Linked DNA regions of Sus scrofa: region 2 is linked to region 1. The links are chromatin contacts, called in public Hi-C maps. All regions are on one chromosome and are shown on one strand. The core of a region is the stretch at or near the end of the contact, and the rest is flanking DNA. Distances in the headings are between cores, read along the strand shown. Region 1 overlaps PLEKHM3 (pleckstrin homology domain-containing family M member 3). Region 2 overlaps PLEKHM3 (pleckstrin homology domain-containing family M member 3).

Region 1 (7,554 bases), core at 1,765-4,264:
CAGGCCAGCACCGTTACAAAATCTGTAACTGTCACCCACGAAACTCCTGGAAGATGGCTCTTAAGAGAGCCGCGTTTCTTTCCCACCTGGCCAATCTGGGGGAGCGTCACAGCACTGGGTGGGTGTTGGGATTCGTACCAGCAGACAGACAGACAACATGCAGTTATTGGTCACTGAGGTCTCTTCTCAAGAAAAACCCCTTTAAAGCCAGAACTAGCTCCCCTAATAAATTAGGAACACATGTATTCTGTCAGAGGGCGCGCACCCTCCTGATGAGGTGACCCTGGCCTCTGCAAAGACACGGAGCACGTGAGAGCCAGGGACACTGGGGCCTGGACGCATCCAGGAGTCATTGCTGTATTTTGAAGATTTTCTTATGACAAATGATGATGGGTGCTCGCCTCAGTTCCTCATCCTCTGTAAAGGCTAAAAATAAATAACACAAAAATAACACAAAGCACTGTTTTCTGTAGGAAATGCTTTCTCCTGGGCCCTGTGTAATCAATGGCCCCTGAGAGCCAAAAAACAAAGCAAAACAAAACAAACTCTAAAGCCTCGTGTGTAAACCACGTTTTGCTCGGGAGCAAGCAGCTGAAATTCATGGCTAAGTGTAATTCAGCTATTACTAATTTTTTTGAGCCACAAAGCTCCATGGACCTTTTGGACAATGATGAATACAGGACATACATACAGGACGTGTAGGTATGTGTACTTATATAAATATACTTGTATAGCTAGCTGAAGACGGGGCGTACTCGTCCTCGGGAGGGATCTAACTGGCTAGTTAGGAAGCCACTGGGGCTGATGGATGGCTGAGAGGTCAATCCTGGGCCTCGGGCTCCGGCCGAGTCAGGTGTTCTGGTAGGACAGCTCGAACATGTTGCAAGCCTCCTCCAGGCTCTCGTCCATGTTCAGCCTCCGCCAGAAAGACTTCTGCTTCTTCTGCAGCTCTCGGCGGACACACCTCGGGCAGGGGACAGACTTTTCTTTGCATTCAGAGTGGAAAACGGCCCCGCAGCTCTCACACCTGCAAAAGCAACCACAGCCATGGTGAGCGAGGCAGGATGCCGACGTCCAGTGGCCTCGGTGCAGCTGAGGCCACAACCTTTTGTTCCGGACGCCCTGCCCCTGGGAAGAGACATGACTCACAGAAGTGGGCTCTTCCCTTTTCCAAAATGCTCAAGGTTGAATTTCACTTGAAAAACTTTTTTTTTTTTTTTTTTTCCTCTCCTGATGAGAACTAGCTGTGCAGAGGCTTATGGCCTCTGGGTGGAGGGGAGTCAATGGTCAACCAGCCACTCTGTGAACATGGTGACAATGGACAGAGCTCTAGAAGCTTCCTTTCTCCACCGAGAAAGAGATGTGGGTGAAGAGACAGAAAATAAGAGTGAAGGGCCTTGCCAAGTGAGAACACTCCCCACACCAGCGACAGCCCTGAGTTACAGCTGCGAAAAGGTGGCTCACCACTTCCGCTAACAGGAGCCAAGAGGTTGCCCATGACTCCTTGCCTTTATTCCACAATTTGGAAAAGTAAAAGGACACACACTCACTTTCTGAATGAGAGCCTGTGGTCTACTGTTCTTCTGAGGTTTTTTAAAAATGAGGACACCGCCCCCCGCCCCCGCCAAGAGCGTGGGGAAGAGAACTTTTTTTTTTTTTAAAGAAAAAAAACAACACACAGATATTGTAATTTATAGAGAGGAGACATTCCAGGTGGATGACTAGTTTGTTGTCTGGCTTGGCGGAAGCCTGTACAGGAGTCTAAACAGCTTGTTGCAACTGTAGTCTTTAATAATGAGTAACTGACAAGCACAACCATAGCTGCTCCAGTGGGTGGCTTGCCAATGTGGATGAAGTACTCATCCTTCCACACATGAGTGACAACAGACTGTGACCTCATCCCAGGAGCCCAGGGAATCTGGCCCACGTGATCCTGTTCAACCAGCAACATCCATGGAAGGTCCTGCACTAGACCAGGCTCAAAGATCACTAGACAGGGACCAGTCCTGTGGGCTCAGCCTTGTTCCTCTTTTGCTTTTCTTGAGTATCTTGAGGTTCAGTCCTGGGTTTAAGATGGTTTGGGGGGCACCATTCCCTGGCCCGTTACTGACGTGCCACTGGCATCATTCAGGATCCAGAAAGTGTGGTCATGGGAGGGTCTTTCCCCATCCCCCACCCACATACCCAGGAGAGAAGGTAGTGACTTAGAGGGAAAAACACTGGTGTTGGGGGAGGGCTGTGTCTACCAGCTGAGAAAGCGAAAGACAGAAGCTTCACTGCACCCAGCAGTCAGTACTCCTAGATCAGCTCTCTGGGCCAAATATAGCACGGTGGTTGGGACGGCAGGCAGAGTGAGACGGCCTGACTTCAGATCCCAGATCCCACCTTCAAGTCACTTTCTGCCTGTGTGACTGCTGTGGACTGAACTGTGTGCCCCCCACCCCCAATTCCTCTGTTTAGCCCCAATCTTCAATGTCTCTGTGTCTGGACACGGGCTCCTCAGGAAGTTATTTAATTTTTTTTTTTTTTTTTTTGCTTTTAAGACCACAACTATGGCACATGGAAATTCCCAGGCTAGAGGTCAAATCAGAGCTGCAGCCGCAGGCCTACAGCACAGCCACAGTGACGCCAGATCCAAGCTGTGTCTGTGACCTACACCACAGCTGGCGGCATCACCGGGTCCTTAATCCATCAAGTGAGGCAAGGGATCAAACCCATGTCCTCATGGATACTAGTCAGGTTCGTTTCTGCTGAGCCACAACGAGAACTCCCTCAGGAAGTCATTAAGGTTAAATGAAAGCTCAAGCATGAGCCCCGATCTGATAGGACTGGTGTCCTTTTAAGAAGAGACGACAGAGAGTGTGCTCTTTTTCTTCCCCTGCGTGTATGCTGAGGAAGGGCTGTGTAAGGACTGAGGCAGGAGGGCGGCTGTCTGCAAGCCAGGAAGAGACCTCTCGCCAGAAACCAAGCCCTGCTGGACCTTGATCTGGGACTTCCGGCCTCCAGGCCTATGAGAAATAAATACCTGCTGTTTAAGCCACCCAGTCCCTGGTATTTCTGTATGACAGCCTGGGCTGACTAAGACAGTGACCTTGAGCGAGTTACTTCATTTCCCTGAACTTCAACTTTCTTATCTGCTAAGTCGAGTTTATGTACCTCATCTGGTGTCGCGAGGCTCCAGTGAGATCATGGATAAAGCGTTTAGCACAGTTTCTGGCATGTGGTAAGTGCTTAATAACACAGCTTAGACAGCTCCTTCCACGGTAAGCAGCTGCGAGTCTTCCCTGCAGCCTGATTTCACCTATGTCACCACGGTGACATGAGGACATCCTGAACAACCCCGCATCCCAGAGAAAAGAAACTGAGATGCTAAGGGGGCTAGGGATTGTCTCACGAGGACACGGTGAGTTAAAGACAGAGTTGGGACTGGAACCCAGGACTCTTGACAGCTCAGCCAAGGCTCGTAGTGAGGCCTAGTCATCTGAGAGCAATGTGTGCCAGAGGGAAAAGCAGGCTTTCAGGTCAGAGTATGAGAAGAGTTGTGTTCCAATCTCAAACCCTCCTTGAGGGACCTCGGGCACTTTATGTATATTCGAGGTGCTCCGGCTTCTTCTTGGAAAAACGCTGCTCACAATGACCTCCTTCCTGCTCACTGTGGACCTGAGACTAAAGTGGTCGGATGTATGTGGAAGGCCTGTCCAAATGGCAGGGGCCCTGGAGAGCAGGTGAGGGTGATACCACCTCTCATGGTGACTCTAGTACCTGCCTTCTTGACACTGGAGCTGTGCTAGCTGGGCAGGTGCGGTGGGGTCATCTCGAGCGCCTCCCTGCCCTCCGCCCTCCCTGCTTCCCCAGGATGAAGGTCAGACCAGGTATCCTAGTGCTCCCTTGTCTGGCTGGCTCCTCCCCAGTGGCAGTGGCTTTGTCCCCAGGGGGTCACACCTCTGTAACCTCCTATTCCTGAAGTGACACTAATGGTAACTTTTTATCAACTAAATTTCCTCCTTCCTGCCCCTTTGCCCTGCTGAGTTAGTCAGTGACTTATACACTAGGGATGTTGCCCTAGGGCAGTGATTGATAAGGAGAGAACTGCTGGGTTCCTTGGGTACCACTCCCTTATCTCTGCTGATACCCCCCTCCCACCCACCGTGAGTGAAGAGGTTGAGTCTTATCAGATATTTCTGGTGCAACAAACACCCATGGGGTGATAGGGGAGTGGAGTGCACCTGCTCTTTCTAGCCAAAGGTCAATAACTGGGAAAAAAAAAGCCCCAGATAAAAAATTAATGATTTCAAAATGGATCCAAGTCCTATTTTTTTCTAACAATCTGTAACCCAGCAGGCATCTTTTGATCTGTATAATGGATAGACTGATCAATCAATGACGTTCCCAAATTCAGAGACTACATTGTTAATTATCCCTCAAGATTTTCTCTTTAAAGGAAAAGCACAAGGGCAGGAAAGGGAAGGAGGAAGAGAAACCATATAAGAATTACAGAGCTCTGCAATAAAAATGTTTCATGTGCAGGAGAAAGAAAGTAGTTACATTAAAAATGCAGTATGTAGGTATGCTCCTCTTTCAGAATAGGACTTTATTAAAAAGGACCTTCTGCTTTAAAAAGTTTCCCTGGCTTCTCAGTGTTTTCTAAATTTCCTGATTATATTTAAAATATGATTGAACAAACACAGCTTTTTATATAAAGGCATATCTAGCAATGCAATCATCTGTGCAGAAAATTGCCACAGATAATAAAAGAGCAATGTCGCTTCAGCGTTCCTGAGAATCAAATGAAAGCCAGCACCTTCCTTTCTGAGTCACCCAGTCCCAGCAATCAGCAGTGTCACTGTTTTTTTGGTTGTTGCTGTGACCCACGGAGAATGAAGACCGCATGGCCTCCCTTGCCCATGTCATGTCACAGAGGATGCAACTTCAGGGACATGTGTTTACTACGGACGGAAGCTGCCCAATGGGTTTTTCCATGTTTTTCTTGAAAACATTTATTGCTTCACTGCATCCAGGGATCTCATTCTTGGCACTCTGACAGTTTGGGATGGACAGGTCTTTGCTGTGGGGGAGGTGTCCTCAGCACTGGGGGTGTTCAGTAGCATCCTTGGCCTCTACCCACCGGATGCCAGTAGCAACCTCCTGCTCCTCCCCTGGCAAAGCCTCCAGAGGCTGCCAAATGTCCTCTGGGGAGGCAGGGAGAGCTTTCCAGTTGAGATCCATTGACCTAATCTATCTGGACGAGGCATCATGCAGGGGGGGGGGGAGTGGGGGGCAAGGAATACTTAAACAGCGCCCTCCCCAGGTGGAATCTGCAAGTGTCCCCTGCTGGCTTATGCTTATACCAGCCAGTAAGGTCTACCATAGTGAATTTATTTATTCATATCATTTTCACAAATACATATTTTTAATACAGAATTTGATTAACGTAGCCGCAATTCACTAGCATTCACCATCTCATGGTTTCTAAAATTTAGAACATCATTTCAGAAGTCAGTACCCATAACAAAATTCTGTGAATTGACTGTAACCCTCAACTTTCCCTCAGCTCGCTCTGACTTTTCCATCTTCCCTCAAAGGCCATCGTGGTGGTTGGCCCTCCGTGACATTTGTTTGCTCTTTGGCCAAGAACTTCTGCGGTGTTTCTCTGTGGTGTTCTTTGTCTCTTCAGGCCCTATCTAGGCCAGCTAATGAACCCAAACCAAAAACGTCTGTATTCTCTCCATAAAAAAAATTGCTTTTACATAACTGTGAAGCAGCAAGGTTTCAGCAACTTCTACAATGAAAAGGAGACTAGTGAAATATCCGTGAGGTCACATACTGCAGAGGGGAGAGCTCGACTAGAATGAGGAATCCCAGTATTCGGCCCAGGGGCTCTGGCATCACTGGCATCTTGGGTAAATGACTTCATCTCTGGACCTCGCTCGCTCGCTCGCTACAGAAGTCAGAGGAAGTTAGATTGGATGGTATCTAAGGTTACTTCCAACCTGCAGATTCGTGCAGAAGGGAGAAGGCTATTCTGGATTTTATCCTCCTCTTGCCAAACTTTCTTGTGCAAGGTCTGCAGATGAATGCGTGGGGATGTAGCCTTGCTGGCCCCTCCTCAGAGTCTCAGACTGACCAGCTGCGACTGTATGAGAGGAGCCTTCAAGCGAAGAGCATTACTCTAAATGTTATTATTATTAATCAAGCTATGAAATAGCTTCTGTGTACAAGTACACAGAGCTCTGATTATTAGGAATTTGGCCAAAAGGGGCTGACTCTGCCCCTTCCAACCAAATTTCAACTGAACATTAAGGATTCTTTTTTTAAGCCTTCTCCCCACCTTCATCGGCCTTCCTTCTCCCCAAGAAAAAACCCCAGAATTGTTAAATATTGGGAGGTTTATTTGGGGGTGGTGGAGGGGATTGGTTAGAGGCAATCATTTACCACTCAGGTGAAGGTATTTTTGTGTTTTAAACATTGGGCCAGCCACACTGGAGTGGCCCAGGCGCCCGTCAGCACCAGATACACCAGACAATGTGGGAGGAGAAAGAAGACAAGTCTGCTTCTGCGGAAGCTCCAGGGAGCAATGCCATTAACGATTTGTGTATGGTCCCCTTCCCTGGGGGAATATCCTCAGCATCTGTGGGCAACACAGATCTCATTTGATGTCTTTGTAAACACATCATTGAAAGAAACTCTATACATTTTATAAACAGTCTTTGACCTACAAATTAGCTTGCAAACCTAGGGCAAGTGAAAGAGAGATCCAGAACCCAGAAATCTAATAGTCAATTGTCAAGAGATTGGACAGACAGGACGTTCTTATCCTAGCTCTCCAGCCAAAGAAAACTAACCCATGACAAACCAACAGAACTAAATATGTGCAGGGCAAAAGGTTTGCTTCTCAAATACTATGGCAAAGAAGCAAGAATCCCTGGCTGCAGACAGTTTCCTGTTCTGGAATGCTGAGGATGTGAGACCAATTAGAGACAGGCTGGGTGATGGCTTTGTCTGTGTCCTTCCAGAGTCTAGCTGCATACAGGGAGGTCACAGGAAGTTGCTAAAGGCCTCTGCCCCCGGTTGAGGTCATCGAGATGCTTCTGTTCTGTTCATGTTGGGTTCTTCCCCTGCTGCATTTTTATTTGGGGCTCAGGTAACGACCTCAGATATTTCACCAGGATTGAAATTCTGGCTTGTGTTTGGTTGGATCTCTGACAAGCGAAAGGATGAACCCGGAGAGCAGGGCAGAGCTCTGGCTGATTTCCACTCTGTAGAGCCCACAATGAAGAGGGTGGGGTGCAGAAATAAGTGCACGTTACGAGGCAGGCGAGTGCGGTTTGGTGTACGGCTACCATGTAAGACGCCCCATAGGGCCACTAGCTATTATTGGTTTTTCCAAGAAACCCACATGATTATTTAAATCTCCTAGCTAAGGGAGGGAGTTATTGGGGCCTGGTTATCTTAATGTCTTGGGTTGGTGTTTTCTTTTGTTATTGAGTCAGTAAATGAATGGAAGCAAACAGTTTATAATTTGCTTAAATAGGAAATCAGCTGATATCACATATG
Region 2 (7,554 bases), core at 2,128-4,627, 100 kb after region 1:
CCATGACTATTATCTCAAGTTAACCTATAGGTATTGAGAAGTCTTCACTGCCATGGGAACTCGATCCATGAGTTAAAAGCCTTCAGTGACGCTGAGATATTATTTTCACTGTGCTTGGCTCAGCTGGATAGAGGACCTTGGAGGAAAAAGTCAAAGTTGAGCCCAGAGGGAGAGCCACAGAATTCGAGACGCTTGGCGCTGTAGAGGCCCTTGGAGATCATCTAACTACCCGCCTGGGGCGGGAAAGAAAAACAAACTGGAGCCTGCTGACATTTATGACTCTTACCTGCGGCGCAGATCCTCGGCCACCGCCGCCCGGCAGCTGAACAAATAGGCTCGCAGCGATTTCAGCCGTTGCCGCAGCCGCACCACAGTGGCCAGCGGCTCAGCATGTCCATACAGCATGGGGTTCTCCTGCTGGATGTCGATCAGGGGCTCCTCGAACACGTATTCCAGAAACTCTTTGGCCTGCTTAGACACCTACAAAAGAAACTTTCTCAGTTAGTGCTGTCCAGTCACCCACTCTCTACACCTCCTCCAACCAGGAACCATAGCTTAAATAGCAGAGTAATACTAGGTTCTGGACAGAGCCCAATGAAAAAGCCCATAGTTTAGCTAAATTAGAAAATGTGCCTTTTCTTCCTCTCTTCCAGAAACCCAACTGGTAAAAGTAACCTGGGCATTGAAAGGAATTTATTAATTCTGTATGTTGATTATGTGATTACACAAATCTACACTTGTGATAAAATGACACAGAACTACATGGGCCCAGCATACCAATATAAATTTCCTGCTTGTGTGGGGTTTTTTAAGTATTGTACTATAATTATTTAAGATATAAACAGTGGAGAAAGTGAGTGAGAAATGCACAGGACCTCCCTGGTCTGTATTATATTATCTATGCAACTTCCCATGAATCCATAATTATTTCAAAATAAAAAGCAAAAGGAATTCATTAAGACTCTTAATAGTAATGCTGATTGAAAAAACTATATATATTGCATATATATGTATATATACTCCATAACACTTACTAAGAGTAGCCACTTTAAAAAAATAGATAAACCATGCACATATTACAAAATTCAAAAAGAATAAAAAGGATCTATTCTCCCCGCCCAAAAGAAAAGGCTATCATATGCAGAACAATGTGCACAGAAACACGCTAAAACACAATTTAGTGGACAGAAAAGAGTTGCTCCTTTTAGAACAGCTCTGAGCTTGGGCCGACTCTGGCCAATATATCCATCCAACTTCACAGCCCCTTCTGGTAGTAAACATCAAGAATATGAAAGCTGATTTAAAAATGTTATTGTCATCAGTAAAAATAGTTGAAACCCAATGCAGCTTAAATAATGCACAATCTGTAGATAATCTGGGGATCTTTATAAAACAATTCACCAATACCGAGGACATAGACTGGCTAAGTGATATGCAGAGTTGGCTCAGTTTCTATTTATGAAAGGCAAAACTTCTCCACTAAGTTTCCACCAAAACCTCTCCAGAACTGGGACTAAGACTGGAATCCAACAGAAACAAAAACAAACAACTTTGCTTATAAAAAAAAATTTTAAAAAAACCCAAAAAAACAAAAATCCAATGTTCCATACTCTGAGAAGAGTATTAAGATAAATAGTACACACTCCCTATCCTCATGGAACTCACTTGAGAATAATAGACAATTAATTTTAAAAATACATGTAGCACATAGCCTGTCATTTACCACAAAAGGAATATGGGTTAGGTCCACTTGTAGCTTAAAGGAAGAAGTCATCGACCATAATGGGGAGAAAAGGGAGCTAGGAGCCAGGGCAGGCCTGGGAAAGCAGGTGGCACTGGCTCAAGATCTAGAAAGATAAACAGAAATTCACTTGGTGGACAAGGACAGGACAGAAGAGAGTACAACAAGCAGACACAACACAAAAACCTATTGGTATGTACATGTGATAACTAAATGTATGGCTATTGTATGTTGATTAAAAACACATTTATGAAATTCAATATTTTCATATGTATAAAGTGCTTATAAAAGAAATGCAAAAAAAAAAAAAGGATCAATGTTTTCTTCTAATAAAAGTCATTTTTTTGAGTTCCCTCGTGGCTCAGTGGGCAAAGAACCTGGCATTGACACTGCTGTGGCTAGGGTTGCTGCGGTGCGGGGCTTTTTTTCATTTTGTTTTGTTTTTTTCTTTTCCTCTTTTCTTTTTATGGACACACCTGTGGCATCTGGGCTAGGGGTTGAATCGGAGCTGCAGGCCTACGCCACAGCAATGCTGGATCCAAGCTGTATCTGAGACCTATGCTGCAGCTTGCTTCAATCCCAGATCTTTAACCCACTGAGGGAGGCCAGAGATCGAACCCACATCTTCGGAGACACTATGTTGGGTTCTTAACCCTCTAAGCCAGAATGGGAACTCTTGGGCGTGTGGGTTTGATCCCTGGCCTGGGAACTTCCGAATGCCATGGGTGTAGCCTGTGTCCCCCTACCCCCGCCCAAAAAAAAAACTGTCACTTTTCCCCCTTATATTTATAAGCAGTTTTTCTGAGGTACCTGTTCTGTTGTGTGATGCTCTGGGATCCTGCAGAGTTAAAGAGTTAGGAGTTAATGAAGTTTACAGTCTGCAAATCCAGCTCACAAAGAGGCACAGAGAATTAGCCAAAACCTTCGACTATTTAACCAGATGAAATAACAGCTGACAGGGCTAAATAATGTCTCATTTTGAGGTCTACAGATGCAGGTGCATACATGGCAGACACTATAGCAGGCATCTGGCATTCAGTGGAGACCACAACAGGCAGGGCCCTGTCCTCATGTAGCTCACAGTTCAGCCAGGAAATACAGAATTGGGTTCAAACATCTTGTTTATCATGGTTAAATATTTGCTATGTTTAAATATCTTAAATGAGGAAAAAATGGACGGTGTTCTGGAAAATGAAGTACAATCCACTTGAAACTGTTGCTGAAGAATGATGTATTGTACAATTCAATTAGTCTTTCTGCCTCTATTGAGGAGTGTTTATACTGAGCCAGGGCCCGGCTGAATTAGGTTAACAATGCTACCTTTTAGTAGGTGAACAGGACAAAGGGCACTGGCCAGTCTCCCAGGCCTTAAAAGGCTTCTCTCTTCAGGTGGTGCTTAAGCCCGAATGGGGAAAAAAAAAAAAAAAAAAAAAAGTCTTTTACAGAGATGGTAAAAGCAGCGAGGCAAATGGGCCGGCAGCTACCCACATCAGCATTCATAAGCTGAAATTACTGAAAACAAAAACAGCTAGTTTCAATAATGCCTAAGGCTCTGCTTGGCAAAGTTATTAACTAGTGTTAAGAATACACAGCCCATTGTGACCTCAGCTGCCTGAGTATGTGAACAAATAAATCTCTGCCCTGTTGAGCCATTTTGGGCAGTGAGGCTGAGCACATGCTCGCTGGTTGAGAACCATCCACTACATGGATGAGGGAATTTTTGAGAGAACTCAAAGTGCAGCAAATATTAAAGGCTATTTTTGCAAAATAGGCAATCAGTAGGGATAAGTTTGAAATGACCCTCCAGACTAGCCTGAGCATTCTACTTTCAAACTCAACTGTAATTAAAAAAGCTTTTTAAAAAAATATATAGTTACTCAGGGAAGGGAACCAATGATATTCTTAAATGATAAAGTTGATGTGAGAGAAATTTTCTTATTAACCAAAATATTTTATGAGTTATATTTGAATACCAAATACCTTCTACCGAAGAGCTAAGAGCTACCATCGTACTTCTTGCCTACCAAAGTATGAAAAACATCAAAGCCTCAGTGCTGTTTCTGAGATGAAAACTCAGCTCATAGATGCCAATGGATAAGCCCAATATTCTTCCCTTTCAAAAAGTGAATGGTTTAGGTTGGCATTCTTTTCCGTGATCCCACTCCATTCACATTAGACACGATTTGTACAGGGTTGACAGTTCACTTTTCAAACCTACTGGCCTGTTAGTATTGTACTGAATAATATTTAATATTTATTAATAACATTAGTATTATTACATAAACCGGTTTCTTTCCATAGCTCTTTTAACTTAGAATGGTGTAAGCTATAAGAACTCAATTCTGTGTGTGACCGTGGTTTTGTCACAGTTTGTGAAGTGGCTCTGGTGCGTGATTCATGAGCGTTGAGAAGCAGGTGGTCCAGGAAGAACCAGGTTTCCCTACCCCATCTCTCTCTCAGGAGGAGTTGGAGAAAAGAGCCTACTCAGGTTGTAATTATCTACAAACTAGTAGTGATCAGTCTGCTAGATACATAGATGTATCTGAAAATATATTTGTCAATTGATTTGAACATTAAGCACCACTAATACAGATTTGAACATAATATGTCTTTTGTCATGCTAGTGACAGCTACCTCTTAAAAGCAAAATTCTCAAATGTTGTTGAGGTTTGCGTAATTCCAAGAGGTTCTGGAACAGTGTCCTGGTACGTTCCCTCGCAAAAATAGCCCAGGGTAATAAAACAATGGGGCAAAGGGAATGTGGGACAATAGATAGCAATTTGAAAAGGAGGAGAATGTGGCGTGAGGACTTTCGTTTTTGTTAAAGGAAGAAAAAGCATCAGAATAACACAGAGGAGACCATAATCTTAGAATAACAAGAACTGGTACAGATAATCTAGTTCAGTTTTCCTCAACCTGTGTTCCAAGGAACACCAGTCACACAGAAAAGATACTCTGAGGTCGACAAGAAATATGCCACATGCCACATTCTTCTCTCGGTGGTTCCAAGTGCAGCACGTTAGCATAAGCTCTGGGCCTGGAGCACTAACGAAAACCTGCTTAAGCCAGTCACTTCCAGCCTATCTGGCTACAGACAGGCAGCCCGTGTGGAAGGGGTGGTGGGAGAAGAAATTCGGCCAAGGTCGCAATCACCAACCAGAGGAAGGGGCATCTGTCTCCATCATGACCTCCACGTAATAGAGAAAACTGAGAACAAAGAACTCAAGTGACTTGTCTGTGGTCATCTTGCGGCAGAACTCGAGCCCAAACCTGGGTGTCGGGATACGCTGCTCTGTGCTTTTTAGTAGAGTTCACACTCACAGTTTGTATTTTAATAACTCCACCGTAAACTCTCTGTTCATCACTCTTTAAAAGAGGTGATCCCCATCCCTGTTCTGTCCTTTCCTCCTCCCCAGTCAGACAGAAAGCGAGTGGGACGAACCCATAACTTAAGGAGGCGGTACACTGGTGTGTGGGTTCCCATTTGATTTCAACTCTAAAACAAAAACTAAAGTCCAGTAACACTTCATTTATCTAGAAGTCCCTTATTTGTAATGTGTTTTCTGTCTTTCTCTTTCATGAGAAATTCACTCGGCAAAGGCAATGCACCAACACCTAGAACACAGTAAGTGTTCAATAAACACCTGCTGAACAGATGAATGAGAACTTCACAGTGCTCAGGCTGTGACTCTGAACCACACACTTCTAACAATTCGGTTGTTTCTAAATTCATGACATATTTGGAGCTAATAAAGTAGAAAAGGGGAAGCACAGCTAGAGGCAGCACAGTGACAAGGGAGGTGAAAGCTGACATCTGATGCAAAGGGAAGGAAGGCATGTGCAAGAAGATAGGGGTAAAGTAGAGCATACAAGCTCGGCAACACCTGTCCAGCTCACAGGTGTACACAGGCGTAGGAAGTCACCGACAAGTAGTCTCAGTCATGGATGGGAGTCTCACTCATATACATTCAAAACTTTATATATGAAATATAAAGTTACTCACTGAATCATTGTCTATAACAGAAAGATTGGAAAAACAAAGTCCAGTCAAAAGGACAAGTTGGATACATTGCTGCGTGTATGCGTGTGTGTGTGTGTTAAATTCATGGCAGAATATAGAATAGCTGTTTAAAAAAGCCCAAGGATTGGGATGGAAATCCTGTGAAATCAGATTGTTATGATCATTATACAACTACAGATGTGATAAATTCATTTGAGTAATAAAAAAAATGAAAAAAAAAAAAGCCCAAGGAAGAATTGTATGATCTAAACAGAATGTTTTCTAAGAGCAGCATATATGCTGTATTGCCTATTGCCATTTTTTGTGTAAAAACAAAATAAAATAAAGAAAAAAAATATATGCATGTAAAATCTCTGGAAGGAGTAATCTGGTTGCCTGTGGGAAAAACAGGGTGTGGGGGATGATCAATGTGTATATGCCCTTTGTACTTTTAAATCTCAACTTGTGTGAAAGTATATTATGTTTAAAAAAGAAGAAGAAAAGTATAGCAGTTCAAGGCAATTTCCTTACAGAAAAAAATAGCCTCCCATACCACATTACACCACGGTGAAGTTATTGATCACAGGATAGAACAATCATATTTCTAATTCTGAGGCATTAAAAGAGGTTAATTCCTAATATTTTCTCTTTTTAAAAATTTTTTCTTGATCACGAGATGATTTTATTTATTTATTGGCCATATATGTGTTTTTTGTTTGTTTTGTTTTTATACAAAAAATGGCAACAGGCAATAGAGCATAAATGTTGCTCTTAGAAAACATTCCATTTAGATCATAAAACTCTCCTTGGGCTTTTTTTTTTTTTTTTAGGTAATCATTCCATATTCTTCCGTGAATTAAAAACACACACACACCCCAATTTATGCAACTTGTCCTTTTGACTGGACTTTGTTTTCCAATCTGTCTGTTATAGACAGTGATTCAGTGAGTAATTTTAAATTTCATTTTGAATGTAAGTTCTTTTGCTGCATGTGGAAGTTCCTGGGCCAAGGACCAAACCATGCCACAGCAGCAACAATGCCAGATTCTTAACCCACCGCACCACAAGAGAACTCCCCTAATATTTTCTTAAATAGAATATATATATATATATATATATACATATATATATAAATAATATATAGAGCTACGTGACAGTTAAAATTTATAAAAAGAAAAATAATAGAATCACTTTACTGAAAATCTGCAGAATAAAGATTCGGAGGGGAAAAAAATCACCCACAACCTTACCACAGCAAAATAACCACTTACTGCTTTGGTGCAATGTTTCCTTCCAGTATTTTTCCCATTTCTATTATGAGAAATCACGGCAAAAATTTTACTAAGATCAATCCCAACCAGAAAACTTCTTGGTTCTACTAAAACAGCCACTGTGGGCTAATGGAGGAGGAATCTTAAGGTTAATTACAATTTGTTCTCAGAATCTCCAAATGACTCTGAACAAGTGGTTTTTCCCATCAGCGAGCTACTCTCCAGCTCCGCAAGGGCGGTAGAGCTTGCCTTGAATGCCTCTCAAGATAAAGAGATAGGAAATGGTTTATGCAACATGGAAAACCCCTGGCTAAATGGAATGTGAATATTCAGGCTAAGATACAAAAATGTTTTTAAAAAGCACAGTGAAGGCGCACAGTTTAGGAAAAGTGGAGGCTAAGTGTGAGTTCCTTAACTACCTCTGTCATGTCTGATATTTTTGAATTGGGGGTAGTGGTGGTGAGAATAGAGGGAAAGTGATCCTCAGAGAGAATTTCATTAGAAAATGGCTATAGAATTTGAGGACAGGGTTTAGCTGCTAG

What was found. Hi-C and Micro-C count contacts between places; a contact is called where the count stands out from the background.
Region 2: a Hi-C map of liver shows a contact between it and region 1, with 2.6 times the contacts expected there. The contact joins two enhancer-like sites. A contact is called at or near these places in 6 of 47 Hi-C or Micro-C datasets (epiblast stem cells, fetal heart ventricle, heart right ventricle and 1 more).

Annotation. Positions count from the first base shown.
Region 1 is chr15:110,994,742-111,002,295 of Sscrofa11.1, forward strand. It overlaps PLEKHM3 (pleckstrin homology domain-containing family M member 3), which reads right to left. Exons shown (of 8, transcript XM_021076249.1): 8 at 1-1,027. The coding sequence ends at 850. Among named protein-coding and RNA genes, the nearest start is that of FZD5, 78 kb to the left of the region's middle. Within about 2 kb of position 3,015, at least 26 of the 83 cell types and tissues checked have an H3K27ac peak or open chromatin away from gene starts, as enhancers often do. A contact at or near this core is called in liver, where this site is marked.
Region 2 is chr15:111,094,499-111,102,052 of Sscrofa11.1, forward strand. PLEKHM3 (pleckstrin homology domain-containing family M member 3) reads right to left here. Exons shown (of 8, transcript XM_021076249.1): 5 at 287-480. Among named protein-coding and RNA genes, the nearest start is that of PLEKHM3, 88 kb to the right of the region's middle. Within about 2 kb of position 3,378, at least 17 of the 83 cell types and tissues checked have an H3K27ac peak or open chromatin away from gene starts, as enhancers often do. A contact at or near this core is called in liver, where this site is marked.